3 separate regions of the Mus musculus genome follow, and all the other regions are linked to region 1. The links are chromatin contacts, called in public HiChIP or PLAC-seq maps. All regions are on one chromosome and are shown on one strand. Each heading gives the region's core, a stretch centred on a gene start, on an enhancer-like site or on the middle of the called end of the contact. The rest is flanking DNA. Distances are from core to core; before and after follow the strand shown.

The links. HiChIP or PLAC-seq counts read pairs in DNA pulled down with a chosen protein or histone mark.
Region 2: a FOXA1 HiChIP or PLAC-seq map of pancreatic cancer cells shows a contact between it and region 1. The contact joins two enhancer-like sites. A contact is called at or near these places in 1 of 15 datasets of contacts at CTCF or cohesin (large pre-B cells), 2 of 484 Hi-C or Micro-C datasets (CD4 T cells and the STO cell line), 4 of 115 datasets of contacts at active chromatin or transcription factors (astrocytes, cardiomyocytes, microglia and 1 more) and 2 of 9 other capture datasets (adipose tissue and liver).
Region 3: an HNF4G HiChIP or PLAC-seq map of pancreatic cancer cells shows a contact between it and region 1. The contact joins two enhancer-like sites. A contact is called at or near these places in 1 of 484 Hi-C or Micro-C datasets (bone marrow-derived macrophages), 4 of 115 datasets of contacts at active chromatin or transcription factors (T-cell acute lymphoblastic leukemia, bone marrow-derived macrophages, pancreatic cancer cells and 1 more) and 3 of 9 other capture datasets (adipose tissue, embryonic stem cells and pancreatic islet).

The regions. Positions count from the first base shown.
Region 1 is chr16:21,855,618-21,860,042 of GRCm38.p6, forward strand. It overlaps a transcript of Map3k13 not described here. Among named protein-coding and RNA genes, the nearest start is that of Gm26744, 12 kb to the left of the region's middle. Within about 2 kb of position 2,019, at least 33 of the 459 cell types and tissues checked have an H3K27ac peak or open chromatin away from gene starts, as enhancers often do. A contact at or near this core is called in pancreatic cancer cells, where this site is marked.
Region 2 is chr16:22,105,809-22,110,233 of GRCm38.p6, forward strand. All of the region lies in intron 2 of Igf2bp2 (insulin-like growth factor 2 mRNA binding protein 2), which reads right to left. Among named protein-coding and RNA genes, the nearest start is that of Igf2bp2, 55 kb to the right of the region's middle. Within about 2 kb of position 2,538, at least 68 of the 459 cell types and tissues checked have an H3K27ac peak or open chromatin away from gene starts, as enhancers often do. A contact at or near this core is called in pancreatic cancer cells, where this site is marked.
Region 3 is chr16:22,074,605-22,079,029 of GRCm38.p6, forward strand. Igf2bp2 (insulin-like growth factor 2 mRNA binding protein 2) reads right to left here. Exons shown (of 16, transcript NM_183029.2): 9 at 4,012-4,147; 10 at 1,413-1,541. Among named protein-coding and RNA genes, the nearest start is that of Senp2, 67 kb to the left of the region's middle. Within about 2 kb of position 2,142, at least 118 of the 459 cell types and tissues checked have an H3K27ac peak or open chromatin away from gene starts, as enhancers often do. A contact at or near this core is called in pancreatic cancer cells, where this site is marked.

The sequences.
Region 1 (4,425 bases), core at 769-3,268:
CTCATGAGTAATATGGATTTATAATGTTAAGTAATATGGATTTATAATGGTGAGTTACCCTAAAATAGCCTATCCCCAGAAATTCTACTATGCCGAGGGGTCACGCATTTGAGTAAACCGTGTTCTGGGCTGGATTCTGTGTGAGCTTCTAAGAAGTTTCTGGTTTTTTTCCTCGAGTAGCATTAGCCAGGGATTTGTCAGAGACCAGGAAAACATTGAAAAGGCTAAAGAAAAGAAAGTACTTTTCCTAGAAAATCCCTCAGATTATCTTCCTGTATATAATTGTAAAATACCATTGATGAAACAAATAGTAGTAAGCTTTTCAGTTACTATGTGATAGTTTCTCTCCCAGCATATGCCCAGGTAAGAAGAAATAAACACACTTTGTTCTCTTCTGTTTCTCAGTTGACCCCTCCATATTTACCTGTGCCTGCTGGAGACAGATCTACTCAATCCAGTCAGCTTGGCCTAGCTCCACAGTGAGACGATTTCTTTGACAGTTATAAGCCACTTGCCCTGCTCTTTCTCCCACAAGTGTGCGTTAGCCCCTTTACGGCATTGGTTCTGCCGGAGTCTTACCATGAACCAGCCAAAGCAGTGCTTCACAAGTGTCTCCCAGAGTCTAATATCCTCAGCGTCACTGAGGAGCTTGTCAGAAATGCAAATTCCAGGCCTACTCCACTTCTGCCATCAGAAATGCTGGCAGCAGGTCCCGGAATCTGTGTTTAACAAGTTGGCTAGTGGAGACTGGTGCATGCTGAAGTCAGAATCCTTGGTTTACAGCAAAGCTCAGATTTTTAATGTGCATAGGAATTGATGGGGATTTTGTTTAAAGCCAGATTCTGGATACTTGGTTTGGCAGCTGCCTAAGTGGCCCCCAAGTGATGCTGATGCTGATGCTGCCAATCAGTAGCAAAACACTGAAGTCTGGATTTGGGATGCCACTCCTCTCAAAGACCCATGTGTTAAAAAGGCTTGGTGCTATTGGAGGAGGTGGCGCTTGTAAAATGTGGGGCTAGGTGACAGGTTTAGGACATTTGAAAGCATTTCCTTGGGATTATAGAGGCAGTCTGGTCCTTTCTCATGAGGCGAGCTGAGGTGCTTGTTTTACCACACACTCCAGCTGTGGTGGTCTCACTCACCACAGGCCCCAAAGCAATGGCTAATTGATCATGGACTGAACCTTTGAGCCAGAATGAACCTTGTCTCTTTATAAATTCATTATCTCAAACATGTGTTACAGTTACAGAAATCCGAAAAATACATATGGATCTGGAAGAACTATTATGGGCTGCTCCAAGAACTAGCACAGTTAAGTAGGCGTCATTAAAGCTTGTCTCCCACTTGCTCCCAAGGGGAATGCAGCTCCCAGAAGGACTTTTATAAACATTGATCACGACACCATTCTAAAAAAGAAAGAAAAACAAAACAGCTTAATTGCCCAATAATTGGAAAATACAGTGACTCCCCCTTCACAAATACTCTGTTTATAAATTTACTTGTCAAGTACAGTTTATTCTTAGGCCAAATCAATTCTCCTGGTACTCTTATGATTGTGTTCACAGATAAGCACATCATAGCAAACGTCTGAGTGTGTGACACACTCTGAGCCAATGCGGGACAGAGGGAAGCTCTGCATTCTTATTTAGGCTCCCTGCTGTGGGCACATGCCTTCCTGGTACAATTACTTATGAATCAGAACACATACCCTTCTGTGAGAATGACCCAGTGTCACACGAGATGTGTCAATCATCCCTAAAGGCCTCACCTTACAATACCATACTTGGTTAATCACATTCCAGCCTGAGTTTGTCAGCTCTCAGGCCCATGTGGTGGCAGGCCACCAAGGCTGGGGTGTGTGGGGGGAGCAAGCTGCTCACCTCCTCCCAGTGTACAATGCTAATGACCTAAACCTCTCAGATAGCCAACATCTCAACATCAGGGCTTTATAGGGTAGCACCCCAGACCTGTTGGTAAACAGAGTTGCAAGGGACGACCAAAGAAAGAGAGACACTTGAGGTTGTCAGGAGGCTTTTACGTCAGCGGGGGAACAGTCTCAGATGGAATGAACCCTGAGCAGCTTTGCAGAAGGGTATTTATTGATCGTTACGCAAATGTTATTTTTAGAATAAATCAAGTTTCTCATACCAGAGCCACTGATCTGATGTTTGTGCTATGTTAAAAAACACATGGCCCCCACACTTCTGTCATCATGGTGCAACATGTGTGCAGTATTGTGTAGTGCTCAATTGTGCAAGAATTCCAGGTTTGCCAGGATGTCCTGTAACTGAAGTTACATGAAGGCCATAGAGCCCCTTCTGAAATACAGTTCCATAAGTCTCAGAAAACAATCACCGATCAGATACAAAACATTTCCTTGGAGCTTAGGCGGGCCTAAAAGAAATTGAAACACTCTGGTGTCCATGTCAGACACAATGGCTTTACTAATTTTCCCACTGCGCAGACCAAAACTATAGTGCCTCATAAAATATCTATTTTCAGGAAACTATAAAATGATAAGTAAGCACTATGAGTCATTGAACCATGGATTTAATGTTAATTGATTAACAATATAAATGTACATGTTTAATTTTAATTTTATGGTGTATAAGCAGAAATATAGGTAAAACAAGGTTTGGAGCCATGAATAGGAAACCTGAACATGTGACCAGAGGCTCATAGAAGCCTCACCCTTTGTCTGTCCAGGAGCAAAGGTTCAGAGTTCACTAATCCAGTCTTCAAAGAGGCCTCGTATAGTGTAGCCACGTCAGAGGAGAAGAATGGGTTGCCAACTGTACAACCCATGCTGCATTTAGAAATGACAGGGCATGCCTGCGGCTGTATGAAAAGTGTTGTTGGAGTCACGAGACACAGGAGGGGTTTTCAAGTATAGCACTGCTATTAGATTTAATTTTTCACGTAGGGAAAATCGGAAGAAGTACACCCAGAATCTGAGAGGTTATTTGCTTTTCAGTGTTGTTGTTCTTTGAACGTGTGTTACCTCCTCATTGCTGTAGATGTATTGTGAGGCGCCTCTTCTCACGTCCTGGGCTGCAGAGGCCGCGAGCTCTGCAGGAGGACCTTGTGCTCAGTAACAGAAGAGCACATCCTCTCATTCAACCAAGTAAAAGTTGCTCCAAGCGATGATGTGACAATCCCAGAGGCATCTAGCGCTCGAGGCGTTAGGTAGCTATCCTGGGCTGTGCTTTGTGAGGGAGTGGTTTTGCCCAAGAGCTTTGACTTCTTCTAAATCTCCCCACTTGTCAACATGGTTGACAATCTGGTCTCTGGAGTCAGACAGATGAGAGGTGGGTCCTGATGCTTTTGCTATTTGCTATGTGTCTCGTGTAAATTGTTGAACAACTCTAAATTTCTCTGATGCATATGGATATAGTAGGCATGATCGTGGAGGCAAGCGAGGGTTCGGTCAGATGGAGACCACGCACAGTGCAGAGCGCACACTGAGCCCGAGTGGACAGCAGCTGCTCCTTTTCCTTTGTCTATTGTATTGTGTGCTGTGTAGGAGACTGCCAGCTGTTACAGGGCGCATTTTAAGAAAAAGGAATAGAAAGAAAAGGAGGATAGATAGAAACAGGAAAGGAAGAGGCAAAAAGGATTATGTCCCAAAGATTCACAGCTTGCTGGGAGACAGTCACATACACTGTAGTGTAATAGAGTATAATATAATACTGACTCTCTGACAGTTGGTCTTTAGACTAGAAAAGTGAGGGCCCCAAAATAGTTCATTTGTCTGAGTTGTGTATCTGTATTTATTAGATTAGGATTTTAAATTGAAAAAAAAAAGAACCTTAAAATGTTAATTAGTTAATAACAATAAGTAATACACTTCTTACTAACACAAAGATTATCTTTTTTAAAAACAACAACAACTGTTTTCCCACCCTTCAAGCCTTCTTTCAAAAGGTGGTAAGCATGGTGAAGAGGTTTTCCTGTCTCCTCAGGGTCTGACTTAATACATGATGGTTAGCCACTGCCTTAATCTGTTGTAACAGAAGCTGGCCTGTAGTGGCTTCTGGGACAGTCACTACTTAGAATGAGAAAAGAGGTGGGGGGAAGAATGCTTGGGCATTATGAAAACAGCCCCCCCCCCCACAGACCCCTGCCAGGTCTGGGATCCCATGTCCCCAGAGCAGAAGAGGGTATCAGATCCCCTGCAGCTGAAGCTGCAAGTAACTGTGGGTCACCAGCTGTGGGTGGTGGGAACCAAACTCCAACCTCAGGTCCCCTGCAAGGACAGCATAGCTTACGTATGGCCTCACCATCTCTCAGCCTTCATCCTTGTCCTCTGAAAACATAGCTTACATATGGCCATGCCATCTCTCAGCCTTCATCCTTAGCTTTACAGAATGAGTGTCTTCTATGGCACTTTAGATTTGGAGGGGTTTTTTTCCCTTTCTGTTACCT
Region 2 (4,425 bases), core at 1,288-3,787, 250 kb after region 1:
TATGTTTCGGGGAAAGTGGGACCCAACAACAATGGGGAAAGACACTAACCAGTTTAAATGAGGAAGAGTTAAAAGAGAAATGTCAGCACGTACCTAATCCCGCCTACATAACACACTGTGGACCAAGGGAGAGGCTGGACTGTTGGTGTTTTGCTCAGATTTAACAGATATTCAATCAGAACAAAATAAATGAAATAAACATAAATGTCTACCCCTTAAAAACATACAGACTCTGTATAGATGGAATGGGATGGAAAAAAAGGAACATTTGCAAACTTGGCGATAAGTAACATGTCCATGTTGCAGTTTAAGGATTTGTTCAGTTACTGAGAAAAGAGTCAAGTATTCGAGCATCACAAGAACTTTAGGACTGTCTGACTCTTAACATCTTTGTCACAAGGGGGCACAACTCTCCTTACAGATTCTGCAGCCAGAGGAAAGCCCTCTCTTTGCCAGAGTCTCTCTGGCCCTGGGCAATCGGCATCTGTCGGTGTGCAGGCTAATGTCTTCACTCAGTATGTATTAGTAAATTCTACCAACAGACAAAAAGTATCAACTCCTTCCAGCCAGGATCACATAAGTAAACCCTATCTTAAAAATCATAAGTAAGGGCTGGTGAGATGGCTCAGTGGGTAAGAGCACTGACTGCTCTTCCAAAGGTCCAGAGTTCAAATCCCAGCAACCACATGGTGGCTCACAACCATCCGTAAGTCAGAAGATCTGACGCCCTCTGCTGGAGTGTCTGAAGACAGCTACAGTGTACTATAATAAATAAATAAATCTTTTTAAAAAAGTCATAAGTAAGAGGCCAGGCGTGGTGGCGCACGCCTTTAATCCCAGCACTCGGGAGGCAGAGGCAGGTGGATTTCTGAGTTCGAGGCCAGCCTGGTCTACAGCGTGAGTTCCAGGACAGCCAGGGCTATACAGAGAAACCCTGTCTCGAAAAACCAAACCAAACCAAACAACAACAACAAAAATCAAAAGTATCAACTCCTTTTAGAAGAAGGAAGAAGGAAAAAGACTGATCTGCCCAAGGCCAGGGAGATCATGTTCTCTTGGGTTTTATGATATTTCTTTATCTCTGTTATCACGTGTATGTCTAATTTGAAGCCAAGACCTTGGTAAAGAGCTTAATTACAGGGCTCTTTTGGGAAAATACAATAGGTATGAGGTCAAAAAAGCTGAAGACTCTTGGTCACTAAACACTCATAACATTGCTTCGGAGCTGTAAGTCTCAGAAACCTGCTTCATCCCCAGGTCTACCTCCATGGTCATCACCAGATTCCAAACATGTCCCCAAATTGACACTCAAAAAGTGAGTGACTAAGGAAGCACTAGAGGTGAACAGTGTGGGAACAGATGAATCTAAGCCACGGGCACACACATCCTTAACTCCACCCTGACCACACTACACTGCTCACACCAAAAAGACTCCTCTGAAAACTAGCTGGCTTGCTCGCACCCAGAAGTTTTACTCAGTGGACCCTCAGGTCACCTATTAAAATACTGTTGTTAGATCAAAATAACCAGATTATAAAGTAGGTTGCCCCCACATCTGGTTGGATCCAGAACAGTCCTCATTAGGACTGGCATGCCAGCTAAGTTCCTTCCAAGAGCAGCAGTGGGCTCCCGATGGCTCCCTCCCGACAGGTACCACATGCCCTTCAGGTTTCTGCTGAGTTGATGGGTACCTCCCTTGCCTGACTGCCACAAAGCAGAGACAATGCCAAGGTGACCGTGCAATTGTCCAGGCAGGAATAAAGGTATCCTACAAGACACTTCTGCCTCCTGTCCCTGGCTATAAGACTGTTGTCACAATAGACCCAAGACATCGGGGTTCCCAGGAGTCCCATGCTAGGAAATGCAAAGACTCGGACTCTGGTTCCAGCCACAGGGTGAGCTGATTTCAGTCTGACAGACTGGTGCTCTAACTGCAGCGATGGGGTGGGTCACGCCTTTCCTAGGACTGATAGTTATTCATTCATGCCTCCTGCCTGCTATTTAAACCTAAATTGCATGTTAGGACAGGGAGATGGCCGGAGGGAGAGTTCTCTCTCTGGATCTCTGTTCTTCCTCCTAATGTGGCCACACTGAATAAACCTCTTTTTCTACTTTTCATAATTATTTGTTTAATTGGCCTATAGAGGTGGTTGGGTGGCTAAAGCTGGCTTAATAAGGCTGCCAGAGCCAAGGCTCTGATCCTGTATGCTCTTCTCTTGGCAGCTTTAACCTAAGGTTTTATGTGTCAGCCCTGGTGTCTGTCCCCTCCGCTGGCAGTATGTACAAGATTGTTCCATACCCATGCAGGGACGATTCAAGGGCAACTGAACTGCGTAAGCAACCTACTGCTGCACTTCACCAAGTGTGGCAGTTTATCTATCGCTACACTCCTATCTTGTTTATAATCTGAGATCCCAGCAGGGGGCACCATGAGAGAGACGCTGATAGAATTAAAACACCCAAATGCTCATGACATTCTCTGTGACATCGTGCTGAGTCAGCCTGGCTTCCCCCCAACTGCAACCAGACTCCACCTTCTGACCCTGATATGCAAAACTGTGTAATCAGAACTAGGTGACAAATCCATGCTGGGAAGAGCAGGCATGACCTCAGCCTTCAAAATTAGAACTACAAGAGCCCTCAGCAGCTCAGAGCGGCTCCTACACAGCTTTTCCCACTTCCTTTAGGACTTTAATTCTCAAGCTAATAAATTTTACCATAAAAATAAGATGATTTTTTTTTTACATTGAACACTGTTTTTTCTTTTAGAGGTTTTTAAAAATTAATTTTAGGAGCTAAGTTTTAGTTGGCTTGGTGGTTAAAAGCACTGGTCGCCTCTTGTAGAGGACCTGGGTTCAGTTCCCAGCACCCACACAGCAGCCCACAGCTAACTCCAGTTCTAGGGGATCCAATGCCGTTTTCTGACTTCTGCCAGCAGCCAACAAAACTCTCAGACATACATGATTTTTTTTTAATTAGTATTTTAGGTTAGTGCGTGAAGTCTTGGGTTATGTTATAGCATTTTCATGTGCAGCATTCATTTTTAATTCCTGTTTTGATAACTGCAAAGATGTGGTGCTTGTGTCCTTCACATTCATTTTTTTAAGATTTATTTACTTATTTTATGTATATGAGTACACTGTAGCTGTACAGATGGTTGTGAGCCATATGCGGTTGCAGGGAATTGAACTCAGGATCTCTGCTCCCTCCGGTCCAAAGATTTATTTATTGTTATGGGTAAGTACACTGTAGCTGTCTTCAGACACCCCAGAAGAGAGCATCATATCTTATTACAGGTGGTTGTGAGCCACCATGTGATTGCTGGTATTTGAACTCAGGACCTTCAGAAGAGCAGTCAGTGCTTTTACCCACTGAGCCATCTGTCTCACCAGCCCCCTTCACATTCATTCTTAACGGCCATCAAACATCTCTTTCAGTGCCCTTTGGCTATACTTTCCAACAGTGCCAGCTCCTCTTTAAATTCCTTCTGATCTGTCAACATCTTTCTGTAACCAATGCACGCCCTTACCCTGAAGGAAACACTCTAGGTAGTGCGGTTTCCCAAGAGGTCAGGAGTCCAAGGGTAGCTCAAATCCGTGATCAACTCCAAGTGTTGACATAAAAGTCTACAACACCATGCATGAACATGTGCATGCCTTAATAGTGTAATTAAAACAAACAAAAATATGGGAGGAGATACACTAAATTATAACAGCAGTTAAATTGGGAGTTTCTGATGTCCTGATAAGAGGAACTATTCTAAAGAGAGGAATCTGTAGCCTGCCCCACTGCTTCCATTGAAATAAGAGACAGCAAAGAATGAAGGTTTCTCCAGGAATCCTGTTTATGGGGAGGGGAAAGACCTCTCTCTCTCTCTCTCTCTCTCTCTCTCTCTCTCTCTCTCTCTCTCTCTCTCTCTCTCTCTCTCTCTCTTGTGTGTGTGTGTGTGTGTGTGTAGGGGTTGAGTAAAAGGTAGTAACTTCCCACTGTAAGAAGTGAGAGAAGGCAGTGAGGAGGGAGGAAGCTGTGCTCTGCAGGCTGCAGGCTGCCAGTCACTGTTTCTAAGAGATGGGATCAGTTTCCATCTTTTCATCAAACGCAGGGTACTAAACTTTTCATCCAGCAAAAAATAAATAAATAAATAAAAATAAAAAAAAATAAAAATTCTACTTCTTAATAAAGTAACCTAGGTTTACTGAGACGCCTGTGCTCTGCACCCTCAGCGTGCATCTCGATAGACTTACAGGGAGGACTAGTGGAAGGCAATCTTCTCTGACCTTTTCCCATGAACTATGACCCAAAAAGGGTAGGATTCAGTTCCAGGTTAGGATCAGGCAAGATAGATGAGCTTCCAGGGAGGGGGCCTAAGGAACAGAGCCACCACTGTTCTTTCTAAAGTGCACTGCCAGGACAAGAAAGTTGCCC
Region 3 (4,425 bases), core at 892-3,391, 220 kb after region 1:
CTGGTCTACAAAGTGAGTTCCAGGACAGCCAGGGCTATACAGAGAAACCCTGTCTCGAAAAACAAAAACAAAAACAAAAACAAAAACAAAAAAAACAAACCCAAAAACGGGGGGTGGGGGGGGAGAGATAAATACGCTGTAAAATACATTATAACCCCTTCCCCCAATCAACAATTGAAAATTAGTATAAGGAAAACATTTTATTCTTGGCTGAAGAAGGGGCTTTTTCCTTAGCGTGACATTAAAGGACAAACCCCCAAAAGAAAATATCACATCTTTAGTTTTTATTCATCTATTTCTTTTGTTGAGACAGGGTCTAACCATGTAACCCAGGGTGGCCCAAAACGTTTGGAATCTTCCCCCTCAGGCTCCCCAGTGCTATCTATGAGCCACCATTGACTGATTATGCTTGAACACCCCAGCACCAATCTGGTCTAAGAGAAAGCCATGGTGTTTAAATTGCATACATCATTTTCAACTGTAATTTCAGTTATCAAGGACTCCTAACTTTCAGATATGCTCTACAAGGCTCCTTATGCAGCCTCTATCCTAGGGAGTGATACATCTTTCAGTGTCTTTTTCAGTGCTAAGGTAGTTATCACACTTCAAAGCAAAGGGAAAGGATGTGACCCACATCCGGGTGCTTCAGCCACGACCCCTCCATTACAGACGCACATATAGTTAAGTGGTAGCTCCACCCTTTAGTTTAAGGGTGTTAAGCACAGTACTCCCAAACACCTCAGAAAAGTTTCTGGGAGCAAGCACCAATCAGCAAAGAGCTCACCCACTCACTGGATTCTCCCCGACGAAATGGTTTATACACAGGAGTAACAAAATCTGCCCACAAAATTCGTCCTTGTGTTTAGAGAAGAATAAGGTGGGGGAAGGTAGCTGCCACGTGTTCAGTGTCTTCAGCCTCCATTTGGTAATGTACTAATCTTGAATGATGTTTGTGAATAAGACTGACAAGCGGAAGACATACCATTCACATTCTGCTGAGAATTAAGGCTCAAACATCAGGCAGTGTGCTGTTTACATACAAACACTATGGTGTCTTCTTTCTATAAAGTATATTTCAGTTATGGACAAAGGTTGTACTAAATGACTAACACTCATGAATGTTGCTTGAACTAACAACTTATTTTTATAAAACACACCTCGAGTTACTGAAGCAGTGAGCAGTTCCTTCCTAGGTGGTATGACCCCATGTTTGAGAACACACGTTCAGAGCTTGGTTTGGTATTTTTTCCCCACCAGAAAAACTCTTATTCAAATTACAATCACTCATCAAGACTGCAAACAAAAGTGTTTGCCCTTCCTCAACATAAGAGAGTAGCTGTGCTGCCCCCCCCGGGGGGAGGGGGGTTGGGGGGTGCCAAGCACAGTGGTGTGGGGGACACCCAGTTACTTACAGCAAAGGGGTGATAGGGAGGACTGGGGGGAACTCCACGGGGCCCTGCTGGTGGAGGAAGCACAGACAGTCCAGTCGAAAAGATGCCAAGTGCACTGAGGTTTAGCCCTGGGATCAGATTGGCTTGTTGCTGGGAATAGAAAAGAAGACAAAAGATAAGGGAGAGAAGCCCAGGAGGCCAGGCTTGCTGCGGCCAGCCTCCATCCCCCCCAACCCCCTCATCTGCATAGCAATAGCATTTCAGTCAGCTCTACCCTGGTACAAGGACTTCCTTACCTCCTACTGAGAGCAGGCAACAAACCTCAGCCTGACAGTTGCATTTCTTCAAAGCTTCCTGGGCAACCTTGGGTATAACTAGGTCTTATTGCAATCAATGATGTCACTAGCTGCTTTCCTGCTAAGCCTTGGCCCCCACCCCACCAATTCTTCTCCCATCTCAGCTCTGGACTCTTGTGCCCTGCTGTTTGTCCCCCTCCCCTTCCTCAGTGTCTAGTACTTCCATTTCCTCAAAGATACAAGATGGAGTCACAGGGCTCAGAACCTTGCTCCTGCCTCACTTGAGGTCAGCGACTGTTTAGAGCTGTATTCAGTGTCTGCTATGCTATTACTCAATAAATATTTGTTGAATGGAAAAAAAAAAACCAGTCTTTTCTAATTACCCACGGGTGAGTCAGAGCCCACACTAGCACTGGCACACAGGCAAATCTCACATCTGATTGGATGACAGTGCCTTTTTGTCACTTAGCTGCAGCTTCAAGATCATGTTACTTCACATCTCAACCTAGGGCTGGAGGCGGAGAAATGTCTCTAAGCTGGCCGGTACCCAGCCCGCTCCAACCCTTGGCCTCCTGAACATGAAGCAATCATCTTAGATTTTCTGTTTGTTTCTCTGTGGGTAAAGTCACCCTGGAAAGTGCCCCTTTATGTAAGCATGCAGAAGAGCAAACTTCACCATCACCTCGAGTTGTATGTTAGGACCTGGTGATTTGGTGACTTTGCTCACAGAGCATGGATTTGGCACGGATATCTAGTGCCATATTCTGATACGGTGACGTGAGGCGCACTGATGCCTCTTCTGAGAACATCCAGATTCCATGGAAAGAGATGTTCAGCAAAGTCCACAAGAGCTAGATGGCGAGATGTATCTACACAGGAGGACGCGCCTCTCTCTCCCTCCTCCCCATCCTGTCCTACAACTACTGTGCGGTATGGGTGATCAGGTGGGGCTGCAGAGGTGTGGGATAGACTGATGCCCCTATACAGAGTGCTGCTGTCAGAGAGTGGGGCTGCACCAGGCCACTGTGGCAATATTTGCTTCTCTGTGAGATGTGGGGATGAAGTAGTAGATGAAGATTCAAATGAAGGTCAATGAGTTAATATTGGCTGACCCTTTCCATTCTTAGAAAATTATAGTGAAAAATTAAAGATTTTCACTCTTCTGAGTTGAGCCTTGCTGATGAATAAATATTTTTAGACAATTACAAAGTGAGAGTTAAGTAACAGAAAGAATGTATACTCTTCTACAAGTGACACAGAGCATTCAAGTGGGTGACAGCATTTACTAGAGTGCCAACCAGGGAGCAAGAGATGTTAGTGAGTCAGCCGGGCATGGTGGCGCACGCCTTTAATCTCAGCACTCAGGAGCCAGAGGCGGGGGATTTCTGAGTTTGAGGCCAGGCTGGTCTACACAGTGAGTTCCAGGACAGCCAGGGCTATACAGAGAAACCCTGTCTCGAAAAACAAAAAAACAAAAACAAAACAAAACAAAAAAAAAGAGATGCCAGTGAGAAGTGAGCCCCTTCTTCTCTCCCACAGGCAGCCTGAAATGCCTGCTTCAAATAGCCCTCAGCTTTAGTCCCTGAGCAGCCCAGGCTAGACAAGGTCTCTGTGCCCTGAGGTGGCATTTGTTTCTGACCCTGCATAATGAACTCTAGGCCTTATGTATGCTGTATGTAATATGTGATATTACCACAGAAGAGCACCTCCAGCTCGGTGGATACAGTTAAATGAATGAATGAATGAATAAACGAACAAACAAACAAACAAATGGAAAAGGGTCTCCCTACGTATCCCCAGATGGTCTGGAACTCATTATGTAGACCAGACTGGCCTCAAACTCATAGACACCCACCCGCTTCTGCCCCTCAGGTTCTGAGATTAAAGGTGTGTGCCTGGATAAACGATATACTTGAGTTTTTAAAGAGAGAAGACATGACAACATTGTACGAGCTTAGAAACCAGGGCAACCTACTTTGCTGGCCCTATTACTTTGATTTTCATGTCCAGCACCCAGTCCTGATCACCTGCATGCTCTGCATACACACGAGCCACCCCGCTCTGACCGCTTCCTTTTCTAAGTGGCCCTGAGCATCACCGCCCTTTATGGTGTGGATGGTACAATTTCATTGGCTCACATTGACTTGTGTTTAACTACAGTTTTCCTGATGGTTTCTTGTTTTGATGCCTTTATCCCAGGAAGCCAGAAGTTTTTCGCATCTCCCAAGGCACTTCCCCATCAGCGGAAGGACAGCTATCCTTACAGAGCTTGTCTTGTCTCAGCTTCGGGAAAACTAGCCGAGATGGAAGGACCGGGCACTTACGTTAACGGCCAGCATGTCGTTCTCAAAGGCCTCTCGGAGCTTCTTCATAATCTCTATCTCAGCATTGGCACAGGCTTCAATGGTGCCCCTCACGGTGATGGTTCTCTCGGGGTTATAAATGCTCAAATCCTGCAAGCTGGCCGGTGGGGAAGACAGCAACGTTAAATTCCAGACCCCACACCACACACCCCCCTGATAAAGATAAAGACTGATATCTCCTAACACTACTGCACAGAATCCCCGATATCTAAGTCTTCCTAGTGACATTGGTCACATGTATGTATATGTGAGGGGAAGAGGGTGCTGTGGCTTGAACCTAAGGCCTCACTCGTGTAGGAAAAGCCTTCTACCCCTGAGCTGTAGCCCCAGCCCCAAGTCTTACCTTATGCTTTGAGAAGAGTCTCACTAAGTCTC